Regions from separate parts of the Danio rerio genome. Here region 1 is linked to region 2. Evidence: chromatin contacts called from public Hi-C data. All regions are on one chromosome and are shown on one strand. Each heading gives the region's core, a stretch centred on a gene start, on an enhancer-like site or on the middle of the called end of the contact. The rest is flanking DNA. Distances are from core to core; before and after follow the strand shown. Region 1 holds the start of slc4a3 (solute carrier family 4 member 3). Region 2 overlaps hdac4 (histone deacetylase 4).

Region 1 (6,401 bases), core at 3,140-5,639, 520 kb after region 2:
AGAAATTGGCTGTAGTGTATGTGTGTGATTGAGTGTGTATGGGTGTCTCCCAGTGATATTAGATATGATGCTTTTATTTAGAACATGGTTTAAATCAGCCTTTAGGCTCTATAGTCAGACTCGCTCCTTGATCTGGCAACCTTTGCCTTTGCTTGCCTTTTGATCCAGAAATGTAATACCTAGTTCAACCACTGGTTGTCAAACTTACATACTGCACCTTTAAAATGCTTTGGTAAAACTGTAAAAAAAAATGGCATGCCAGTAAAAGCAACATAAACTTGAAAAATAATAAGAGAATAACACTAATTTTAGCATTTTAAAGGTGCAGTATGCAAGTTTTAATACCTCATTTCTAATAACTGATTCATTTTATCTTTGCTATGATGACAGTAAATAATGTTTTACTTGATATTTTTCAAGACACTTCTATACAGCTTAAAGTGACATTCAAAGGCTTAACTAGGTTAATAAGATGAACTAGGCAGGTTAGGGTAATTAATCAAGTTATCGTATAATGATGGTTTGTTCTGTAGATTATCGAAAAAATATATAGCTTAAAGGTGCTAACAATTTTGACCAAATAAGACAAGAACAAATAAGACTCTCCAGAAGAAAAAAATATGATCAGACATACTGTGAAAATTTCCTTGCTCTGTTAAACATCATTTAGGAAATATTTAAAAAAGAAACTAAACTTCAAAAGGGCTAATAATTCTTACTTCCACTATATATATATATAATTTTTTTATTATAATTTTTTTTAGGTCAATATCTTCATTTTGCTGGACAATTTTTTAATGCCAACCATCCTCTTGCCACTCACAGTTGTATTTGTGTTTTATGAAGACTCTCCATATAGTCGTTATGTATTTCATAAAGAAAAAAAACTACTTACTATATAGCTTTAGCCTACCTCTAAACCTACCCTCACAGAAAACCAGTGCCACATTTTGTAAGTCAAAACACATCAAGTAGGATTTTATGCATTTTGATTTACGAGGACACAAAGCATGCCTTCTTAAACCATACTAAAAAAAATAGCTCATTTGATTTACTAAGTTTTTTAAGTGGTTACAAAGAATATACAGTTGAAGTCAGTTTTATTAGCCCCCCTTTGATTTTTTTTTTATTTGATTTTTTTTTCAGTATTTCCCAAATGATGTTTAACAAAGCAAGGACATTTTCACAGTATGTCTGATCATATTTTTTCATTTCGAAAAAGTCTTATTTGTTTTATTTCAGCTATAGAATAAAAGAGGTTTTAATTTTTAAAAATCATTATAAGGACAAAATTATTAGCCCCTTTAAACTATATATTTTTTCGACAGTCTACAGAACAAACCATCATTATACAATAACTTGCCTAATTACCCTAACCTGCCTATAACCTAAATAACCTAGTTAAGCCTTTAATTGTCACTTTAAACTGTATAAAAGTGTCTTGAAAAAATATCTAGTCAAATATTATTTACTGTCATCATGGCAAAGATAAAATAAATCAGTTATTAGAAATAAGTTAATAAAATTATTGTTTAGAAATGTGTTGAAAAAATCTTCTTTCCTTTGAATCTTATCATATTAATTGTTTGTGACTACTTACCTTAAGACAAATTAGTAAATACAATGAAACATTTTTTTGTTCAGTGTATTCAGTGTTTTTTTTTTATTTTTTATTATGTTGATTTACAATTGTATGTCCTCATAAATCACATAAGTACACACACATCGTCTGTCTCACTATAGCTGATAATGTCTGCCCTCCTCCAGGCCCATGTGACGCATGCAGGAATGCTGGATCTGTGTTTTTCTGGGATTCACGTCGGAGGAGGAGATCTCTTTTAAAGCACCGTCACCAGCAGGCAAGCGGCCAGTCTGGGCAATGAGCTCTGTAAACAAGATATCAGACAGATGGCTTTTAAAATTAAAGGAGAAAGACAGAGAGCAGATAAGAAAAGCAATTTAAGGAGGAGCTTTTTAGAATAATGAATGGGTGTGATTTCACTGTAACTGTAAAAGTGAAAGATTTAAGGGAGGCTGGGGGCAGAACTGAAGGTATTTTAATTATATCGCTCTCAGACTTTAATATATTTGTATTTGTGCCACAACTAGTTGTATAATTAAAATATTTACATGTATAAATGATGGGGGGTGAAAAAGAAAAACTTCAAAAAACTTAGCTGCTGGTATTTGGTGATCTCCAGAAACGTATATCGGGATACATAATCAGAATAAGCCTGGGTTGTGTAAATAGTGATAAATGCTATAATATATTCATTTTAATACACTTCAACACATTATGGTTTAAAACACTATAGTATTTACTATTTATATAATTTTTTTCATGTGGGATAATGCACAAATACAGTTGAAACCAGAAGTTTACATACAGTTGAAGTCAGAATTATTAGCCCTACTGTTTATTTTTTCCCAAATTTCTGTTTAACGGAGAGACACATTTCTAAACATAATAGTTTAAATAACTAATTTCTAATAACTGATGTACTGGTAACACTTTATAATAACTACACACAATGAACCATTTATTAAGCATTAGCATCTAGTGAATTCATCAAATGTTAAGCATTAACCCTACATTAATAAACGTTAGTAAGCAGTTTATAACTGCAGCTACAAATGCTGTTTTCTTGGCTTAAAACCATATGTTTAATGTTCTTATTGAATGTACTTTCATACTTTTTTTAATGATTTATTTTTCATTACTAAATAAAGTACTGCATTATTTACAAACAAGTAGTATTTAAGAGTAGTTAGAGGTTTTTAAGATAATTCAGAATGAGTTCATAAATGATTAATAAACTATTTAAATCAAGGTTTTTACATCTTAATATTCAAGCATATATTAATGTTATGTATGTTAACAAATGCTTTATTAACTCAACTTCATGCAGTTTTGTGACCTAATCTAAAGTGAGGACTATTTATGCTTTATAAATCTCTTATAAATGACAATTAAAGGCTCGGTATCAAATAAACAATAATCATTGCAATCTTATCTAAAAAGTAAAATTACTGTAAATATTAAACATTGCTGAATAACAGGAGTGTCAAAATACGACATACAATTGGATAAAACAACAACAATATATTAATTTGACAATATAATAAGATGCAATGTTTAAACTCTACAGTAATTTTTATTTTAGATCAGGTAACACAGATTTACTTTTCATTTGATGTAGTTTGATTTGTGTATCTTCAAATGAATAGAAATGAATAATGTTGTTAATGTACTTTTTTCCTTTTTAACTGATTCTTTAATTGTCATTTATAATACATCACAGGTTGTCATAGTTCAAAAATGAACCAATGTGATGTGAATATAGAACAAACTTCAGCTTAGTAAAGCAGGCATGGCAAAATAGCGCTATTTACTTCTGCTTTGTTGTTAAATGAAATAAAATCTATAATATCGATGCTGTAAAAGAATGAAGATAAAAACAGTCACATTTATCAAGATTTTAGTGGCTGAACAACACTTCTGTGCATATAACCCAATTATAACAACACAATCTACGTCAGCTTTGCGTGACTAAAAGAGTTTTAAAACAGAACATCTAACAAAATTACTTCAGCCACGGTGTCGTCCTTCCTCAAGTGAGCAAAAGTAACTCCAATGTTGATTCAGGATTTTAATGTTTTGATTTAGCAATTGATTTTACTGATGTTATTGTCTCGTCTGCACATGATCTCGCAGCACGTGCATGCAATTAGTGGATCTGGTGAACAGAGGTGCACAGTTGTAAAGATCAACATTCACTGACAGACAGTTTAGTCTCCTTATCAGAATTTTGGGAAATGTCTGCCTGACAATATTTAATTGGATGAACATTTTTAAGTTTCATGTCTTATGTAAAGGAGGCCATCTAGTGCTGTGCAAGTAAACCTCACTCCTCTAGAGGCTCCTCAGATGCTACAGTAGAGCAATCAACTCCCATGCGGAAGGTCGCCGGTTCAATCCCAGCTCGAATCGGGTTGGGTGGTGTAGGACCGGCGGGGTTACACATACCTTACACATTACTTTAATCATTAGTGGAATGGGAAAAGACTTTCAACCAGCACAACACAACATGTTTAAAAAGACACTGACTTACTGCACCTTTAAAATATTCCCTGCACGGATGAGATAGGACGATCCTCTCCCTCATTTAATTTAATATGGTTTGATCTTGCTTTAAAAGCTCATGAATATTTTAAAGATTTTGCTGACACTGACATTCATATTCACTGAGTGAATGTTAACTAGTTTAATTCATCTTCATTAGGTTTTAAAAGAAAAAAAAATAGTGTTTAAATAGCACTTCCTTTTACATTTTATTTTCATTGTAAAGGTCACAGAAGAAGATCAGAAACCAGAACTGTGAGTAAAATGTAAACAGTTTATTAAAAACAGTGGAAGATGAAGATATTAAGACTAAACAAGAATCTATTGCAGCTTGGAAGTGAAGTAGTGGATCGAATGATATGGAGGAACCAGAGGAAGGATGAATGGAACCAGGTTCATGGAAGGAGTGGGAGACAGAGGCAACAGATGAGCATCACACTAGGAAGTAGGGAGATAAGGAACACTGGAGATAACAGGTAAACAGGACAGGTAAGTAATACTCTGAGAAAGCTAGATTGCACCGACTGTGAGTGTGAGTCCTTCTGACAATCAATAAGGCCGGACACTGAGTGAGTGGAGGTGCTGGGTTATATGGGGCTGGTGTAAATGGCAGGGGATGGCGTGCAGGTGCGAGCTAATCAAAACTCAGGTGAGGGTGATCGGAGTGATTGGGGTGACTGAGAGTAGGGATAACCTGGCCTGGGTGTCACAGAAACTGGAAAACTGGAAGTTGAATCAATTATTTATTCCTTCATTCATGTTTTTTTCACCTTTGTCCCTTTATTAATCTGGGGTCGCCACAGCGGAATGAACCGCCAACTTATCCAGCACATTTTTTTACGCAGCGAATGCCCTTCCAGCCGCAACCCATCACTGGGAAAGTTGAATTAATTAGTGCTTTAATAAAATTGAAGGTTTAAGGATTTATTCCAATATAAAATCCGGTAACACTTTATTTTGATGGTCCTTTTAAGTACTAGTTGACTGACTGCTTAATATCTGTTGATACTGCTCCTTCAACAGACATTTAACTAAAAAAACTTTGCAAGTACATGTGGACTTACACTAACCCTAAACTTAACCCCAACCCCAACCTAACAGTCTACGTACAATCTAAAGAGAATTAGTTGACATATAGATGCAATGCAACTTAAATTCAATAAACAGACCATCAGCGTGACCTAAAATCCTATACATAAGCAATTATAATACCTATATGCTAACAATGCTGAAAACAAAACTATATTTATAATTCCAAATCATCACAAAATAAAATCCAATTCAGTTCAAATCATGTTTATTTGTATAGCACTTTTTACAATGTAGAAAGTGTCAAAGCCACTTAACCTAGTTCTGGTAAAGTCCAGATTGCAGAGTTTAAGTTCAGTTTAGTTCAGTGTGGTTTAAATGTCACTGCTGAAAGTTTAAGCACTGAAGAGCCAATCAACTGATATCAACTGAGTCCTGATCTGAGCAAGCCAGTGGCGAGGAAAAAAAACTTCACCAATTGATGAAGTGAAGGGGGGAAAAAACCTTGAGAGAAACCAGGCTCTGTTGGGCACAACCTTTATTCTTCTGGCCAAACTTCCTGTGCAAACAATTTAACTTTTGAAAATCACATCTCCCATGTCACAAAAATACGCCTTCATTCATCTGAGAAAAGTTACGAAGCTATCCATCTCAGATGCAGAATAGCTAGTTCATGCTTAATAACCATAACTTCTAGGCTGGATTATTGTAATGCTCTGTTTGCTGGTTGCCCAGCATCCTCTATTAATAAACTTCAGCTAATACAAAATGAGTTCTTACCAGGTCTAGAAAATTTGATCATATCAATCTAATTTTTTGCTCTTCAGTGTTTAGACTCTCAGTAATGATTTCAAACCACACTGAACTGAGCTAAACTGAACTGAACTTAAACACTAAAAACTGAACCACCCTGATCCAGTTACTATGACCATTTATGTGAAGCTGCTTTGACACAATCTACGTTGTAAAAGCGATGTACAAATAAAGCTGAATCGAATTGAATTGAATAATTTTATTCTCTTTACACTGGCTGCCTTATTGATTATAAAATATTACAACTTACCTATAAAGCTTTAAATAATCTAGCTCCTGTTTATCTAACCAACCATCTGTCTTGCTACAGTTCAACCCGTTCTTTAAGATCTCAAACCTTAAGGATTCTGGTAGGACCTAGAATAGGTCAAGTAGAGGAGGTCAAGCCTTCTCATACATGGCTCCTACTTTGGAATAGCCTTCCTGATAATGTCCG
Region 2 (5,990 bases), core at 1,612-4,111:
TATCCAGCAAGTTTTTACGCAGCGGATGCCCTTCCAGTCGCAACCTATCTCTGGGAACATCCACACACTCATTCACACACACACTCGTAAACTACGGACAATTTAGCTTACCCAATTCACCTGTGCCGCATGTCTTTGGACTGTGGGGGAAACCGGAGCACACGGAGGAAACCCATGCGAACGCAGGGAGAACATGCAAGCTCCACACAGAAACACCAACTGAGCCGAGGTTCGAACCAGCGACCCAGCAACCTTCTTGCTGTGAGGCGATAGCACTACCTACTGCACCACTGCCTCACCCTGATTATTTTTTTATTAAGAAATATGTTACAGATGGATCTAAAATATTAAGTTGTTTGTTCACAAATTTGAATAATTTTCTCAAAAATAGACAGACAGACAGACAGACAGGCAGACAGACTATTTTGAGAGATGTAAAGAAAAATAATTGTACGCATTTCCTGTTTTACATTTTTATAGCTTCCTAGAATCTAAAAATGAGCCAAATATTGATAATGTTATGATAGCTGTTGTAACATTAAGTTATGGTTGAATTGCCTTTTGTTACAGTTATGAAATGTTTATGGGCCAATGACAAAGAGATAATTGCACCAAAAACACTTTCATTCATTTTACAATTCTTTTTTTTTATTTATTAAAGTCTTTTTTATTTATTTGTGTATAACATACCAGGCCGCAATCGCTGAATCCTATGTAAAATCAGCAAAAAGTCGCAAATATTTGCAATCCTGCCAAATTCTTAATTAAACGCAAAATAATCACAAAGAATGTAAATAATCTTTTAATCAAAGTAATCAAAATAATACTTCGGATTAAAAAATTTCGTATTCAGAGCATCGGCAGCCATTAGCCTGTCTGAGCGGTCCAAAGAAAGTGACGGCTGACGTTCCACCACAAGATGGCGACAGCAAAATAAGTCCTTAGGTAAAAGCATTTTCTCAGTGTAAGTTTCAAACTACAGCTGAAAAAATCATTATAAATCAGGTCTAAGTCGATTTTTATATTTGTAGTGCTGCATTTATGCCAAAGAAACTGGCAGTGTTTGCTTTGCTTTGGCTTTTTTGGGGTTAATTGAGATATCCTTATTACAACAAAGAAATACTGGGACATTTCTGTAGAAATACATTAAATATACATATACATTACATATACATACTTTTTTATGTAAGTGTATTTCTTTGTTTTACTATTTTTATTTAAATATTTAAATATTTATATTTCAACATTTTGTTATTGTTTGTTAAAAAGCTACAATTTACATTTTAAATTTTTAAAAATACATTTTCAATTGGTTAACAATGTAAATTATACAGCATAAGCCAAGTCTGTCCAAAAACATTGATTTTTGAAGATAACAAATGTTTACAAAAATGTCTTTCTTAACCCTCTGGGGTCGAAGACCGTGTACCTGCGTTTTGACCAGTAGTGTTGTCAAACTGCTGAAATGAACTTAAATTACACTTTCAGTTTTGATCGTACACATAAGATCAATACATCAATCAAATCTGTTATGTGTCTACTTTTTGTTGTGTACACTCACAACAACAACAAACGTGTGTGCTTTTGCAAAATAAGGAAAACAAACAGTGTAGGCATTCTGTCTTTTCTCTCTCCGTGAACTGCTGAGAAGTGTATCAGTAAAATGCGCTGAAACTCCGTGAATACAAAACTCACACAGATGAGACATGTATTTCTAAAAAGCTTAAATTGTCTACTTTTAAACGCAGCTATGCAAGTTGAAAACAAACATTGCTTGATAAAGTAACATCATTTTGAAGCAAAAACACTAGACTACCAGATCCAGTTCTCAAAAGTCTTGTGCACAAATGTTCTCTGTGTGTTTCACGGCCTTGTTTCAGTGACTTCAAAATGTAAGATTTCACTAACCATGCATAAATGTTTCTTTCTCAAAAACACAAACACAGACAAGCATGCTGCTTAGGTATTATTGTAGCCCAAATTGTGCTGTTTACAGTGTTATCACACTTTAGCCATTAATATGTTTTTAAGATACTGAAAACAACACAAACGTCAGTGCATGTCAAAACTTCTCCAGAGCCCCAAAACACCCTCAGACCCCAGAGGGTTAAAATCAACTGATAAGCAGATCTGCATGTATTTAGCACTGTATGTATTGCCGAGATGTATTCAATGGTGATTTTTGTATTCAACGGTGATATTTGTTTTAAACTGAAATAAACTTCAACAGTGACACAAAAAAAACTGAGGTTAATCCGTTTTAATTTAACCAGATCTACACCAACATTCCACAACTCTCTTCTGTCTGTCTGATATGCTTGAATGCTATCTAAAATAGTAAGCTGCATAAACTCTCATCTATTTTCTTCAAGCTGCTGTGACACAATCTGCCTTGTAAAAAGCGTTATAGAAATAAAGATGAACTGAATTGAACGTTTTACTGTTTCATCAACCACACGATCAACAGAATTTCCTGCACACCATCTATCCTACATTTTTTTTCAGCTGTCCTACCAGAGCTGAAACAGACCCCCACATCCACCTCCCACTCCAAACCAGGCCCCACATGTCTGCAGAACAAAGCCGTGGGCCCTTGGAGGTGCCGGAGCTGCTGGATTTGCAATAATGTCATTTTTTGTTTAATAGCTCTGGCCTCCGAGGCACAAACCCATCAGAGAGGGAGGCGAATCGGTCCACCGGCCCACCTGTGGAAGCGTTTTGGGGAGGTTTTCAGTGGAGGTGACACCTGCAACAGGACGTACTACATCTCGGATTTAACAGCAGGGCCAGTTAAAGAGGGGCCCGCGGGGGTCCGGTGCAGGCTGGCGGCAGCTTAAAACAACCCTACACTCTTTAAGGGCCCCCCTGCTGTAGATTAGGGGGTATTAAGAGGCATGACTGCCTTTAATTGAGGCCCAATTCACTGTTTCCATCTCCCAGAACAATAAACATCCCCACCAAGGAGCGCATGCGGGCGAGAGCGGGTGGGTGGGTGCGCCATTGTCGTGCTTGTTTACTTGTTTGTTTGGAGGAAAACAGAGACTGCAGCTACGCGACTGACTCTAACAGGCCTGACGCAATGGAGCCAGCGTGGCAGGAGAGATTAGATCCAGCGAGGGCCATTAAGGCGGCAGTGATCAGCGCTCCAGATGATGACAGAGCTCAGGAATTGCCCTCAGCAGGTGGAGGACCAGATAAGCAGGCACAGCCGGGGATTCTGCGCCCATTTTGGGGAGGAAAAGGGGTTTTTTGAGTTTGCAAAATAAAACGGAGTGGAATCATCTTATTCATGTCTTGAAGCATGTGTAGTTTGCATAGAATGAAAATTTGCTGCAGACGCAGGTGACAACATATTTTTAGCGTGGTCTTTTTTAAAAAGAGGTGACTCATTGGTTAGCACTGTTGCCTCACAGCAAGAAGGTCGCTGGGTTGAGTTCTGGCTGGGTCAGTTGGCATTTCACTGTGGAGTTTGCGTGTTCTCCCTGTGTTGGCATGAGTTTCCTCCGGGTGCTTCGGTTTCCCCAACAGTCCAAAGACATGCACTATAGGTGAATTGAATAAACTAAATTGACTGTAGTGTATAGGTGTTTCCCAGTGGTTGGTTGCAGCTGGAAGGGCATCCGCTGTGTAAAACATATGCTGGATAAGTTGGCGGTTCATTCTGCTGTGGCGACCGCTGATGATTAAAGGGACTAACCCAAAGGAAATGAATTAATGAAAATGCAAATAAACCAAGCTTCCACTTTGGGAGTCAAAAGCAGACGTGGGGGATTCCAGTCACATGACCAGACTTCAGTCAGACTTAAGTCGCAAAATTTTGACTTTAGACTTGCTTGACAAACAAACAAAAAAGACTCGACTTGGACTTCAGTCAGTCTATTTGCGGCCTCAAGTTTCCACTGCAAAAATAGCTTTTCCTACTTAGAGTAGGAAAATCTAACAATTCTTAAATCAAGAAGCATTTTCAAGACAAGTAAAACACATAGGGTTCTATTTTAACGATCTAGACCCAAAGTCTAAAGCGCATGGCACACAAACATTGAGGGTATGTCTGAATCCACTTTTGCAATTTTAAGAACGGAAAAATACGCTGTGTGATGCGGCACATGGTCTAACAGGGTTGAGCTTATTTTCTTAATGAGTTCTGAGTGTGTTTTGAGAATAAACCAGTCAGAGTCTCCTCTCCCATTCCCTTTAAGAGTCAGTTGTGTCGCACTTTGGCGTATTTGCTATTAACATGGCGACTTAGTAAGAGAAAAAACTGAATGCTTCACTAGTGAGAATACAGTTAAACAGACCATCTGCAGCACAAGGATAATGAATGAGCCTCCTCCAATTGGCCCTTACTTTCACCTTCTTTCAATAATTTAACATTGAAAACCTGATCTCTTCAATTGACTCTAAAAGCTCAACTAAAAAGGTACAATTTTAATCGAGACTAAAAGTCATCCACAGTTGGGGACAATATTTATTTTACATTATATGTATAGTGTGTATTATAAAGCAAAACAATGCGTCTAAACAAGAAAATGAACACTATTACAATGAACATTATTATTAATTTTTAACAAATAAACAAAATGCGGTGCTTTTTTTTGTATGGAGTTTTGTGCAGACATAAAAATTATTGTTGTTCAAATTGATAGTGGCAACATTTCACAACTCTTAACAATAATAATTAACAATACTGCTTCTTTGACTGATCTCAGATCCTGCTGGAAAGATTTTAGTTTACCCAAAAATAAACATTCTATATTACTCTCCTTTGTGAGTTTCTTTCTACTCTTGAACAAAAAAAGAAGATATTTTGAAGTATGTTTAAAACCTGTAACCATTGAATTTAAACGCTCTTTTTTTCCTACTATGGAAGTCAATGGTTATAGGTTTTCAGCTTTCTTCAAAATATCTTCTTTTGGGTTAAACAGCATGAAGAAACTCATAAAAGTTTATAACCACTTGAGGGTGTGTAAATAGTGTTCATTATTGAGTGAATTGTCCCTTTATGTGGTGCTACCATTAAAAAAAAGGAAAGCAAAAAAAGTGGCAGAAAACACGAACTAAGAATTTCTAATATTTTTTTTTTTTACATTTTATTTAAATTTTTGTGAGCGGTCTTCAGACTTTTTTTGTCTCCTCTGTTCTAATGTAAAAGTTGTCTGCTTCTCTCCCAGCCTGATTTTCCCTCGAATGCACTCGAATCAATCTCACACCCCCTTTTTTCCTTGAGCAAAAGGCTTAGGTTTATTCATAAAGTTTCATCAACGGGGCGATGTGGCTGTGTTTGTGATGGCTCCACAGCGCCCTCTATAGACTGAAACGTTCTTAATCGCACTACAGTGCCCAGCTGTCATCAGTTTGGTGCAGAAAGATCAAATGGAGTCAGCATTAGAACATAAAACAGCGAGTATTACCTCACACTGTCCACGCAGGCCAGTTTCCTGCAGTCGTGACCAGATGCTCTGGATGCGTCCGGCGTGCTCCGGGTGGATGTTACTGTTTCCACACATGCACTGGTGTTTCTGCATCAGTGTGTCGTACACCAGACCTGTACAAAGACAAATACACACTTTTAAGTCAGCATGAAGTCAAAGTTTTTGTTTTTCTATCTATATGACTGTTTTTTTTTTGTCCATGGTCACATATGACAGCAATACAACTGAGCATTTAATCCAGAAACTCTGACAAAACTCATTTCTGTTTGCAGAGCTGCGTTTAAAAAAATCTAAATCAAAATACCATTTCTTAAGAAAAGGATACAGGTTTAGAACATTTATTCATTCCTTTACCTTCGGCTTAGTCCCTTAATTCATCAAGGGTCACCACAGCAGAATGAAACGCCAAGATATCCAGCATATGTTTTACACAGTGGATGCCCTTCCAGCTGCAACCCAGCACTGGGAAACACCCATACACTCTCACATTCTCACACACACACCTCACGGCCAATTTACCAGCGACCTTCTTGCAGTGAGATGACAGTGCCAACCACT

The links. A called contact is a pair of places that touch in the nucleus more often than the background predicts.
Region 1: a Hi-C map of an unstated tissue shows a contact between it and region 2, with 4 times the contacts expected there. The contact joins the promoter of slc4a3 here to the enhancer-like site in region 2. A contact is called at or near these places in 2 of 18 Hi-C or Micro-C datasets (caudal fin and an unstated tissue).

The regions. Positions count from the first base shown.
Region 1 is chr9:48,291,618-48,298,018 of GRCz12tu, forward strand. slc4a3 (solute carrier family 4 member 3) reads left to right here and starts at 4,390. Exons shown (of 24, transcript NM_001423525.1): 1 at 4,390-4,612. It overlaps LOC110440050 (a long non-coding RNA gene), which reads left to right. Exons shown (of 5, transcript XR_012385632.1): 5 at 1,768-3,264.
Region 2 is chr9:47,771,255-47,777,244 of GRCz12tu, forward strand. It overlaps hdac4 (histone deacetylase 4), which reads right to left. Exons shown (of 25, transcript NM_001039358.2): 13 at 5,412-5,545. Among named protein-coding and RNA genes, the nearest start is that of hdac4, 110 kb to the right of the region's middle. Within about 2 kb of position 2,862, at least 8 of the 62 cell types and tissues checked have an H3K27ac peak or open chromatin away from gene starts, as enhancers often do.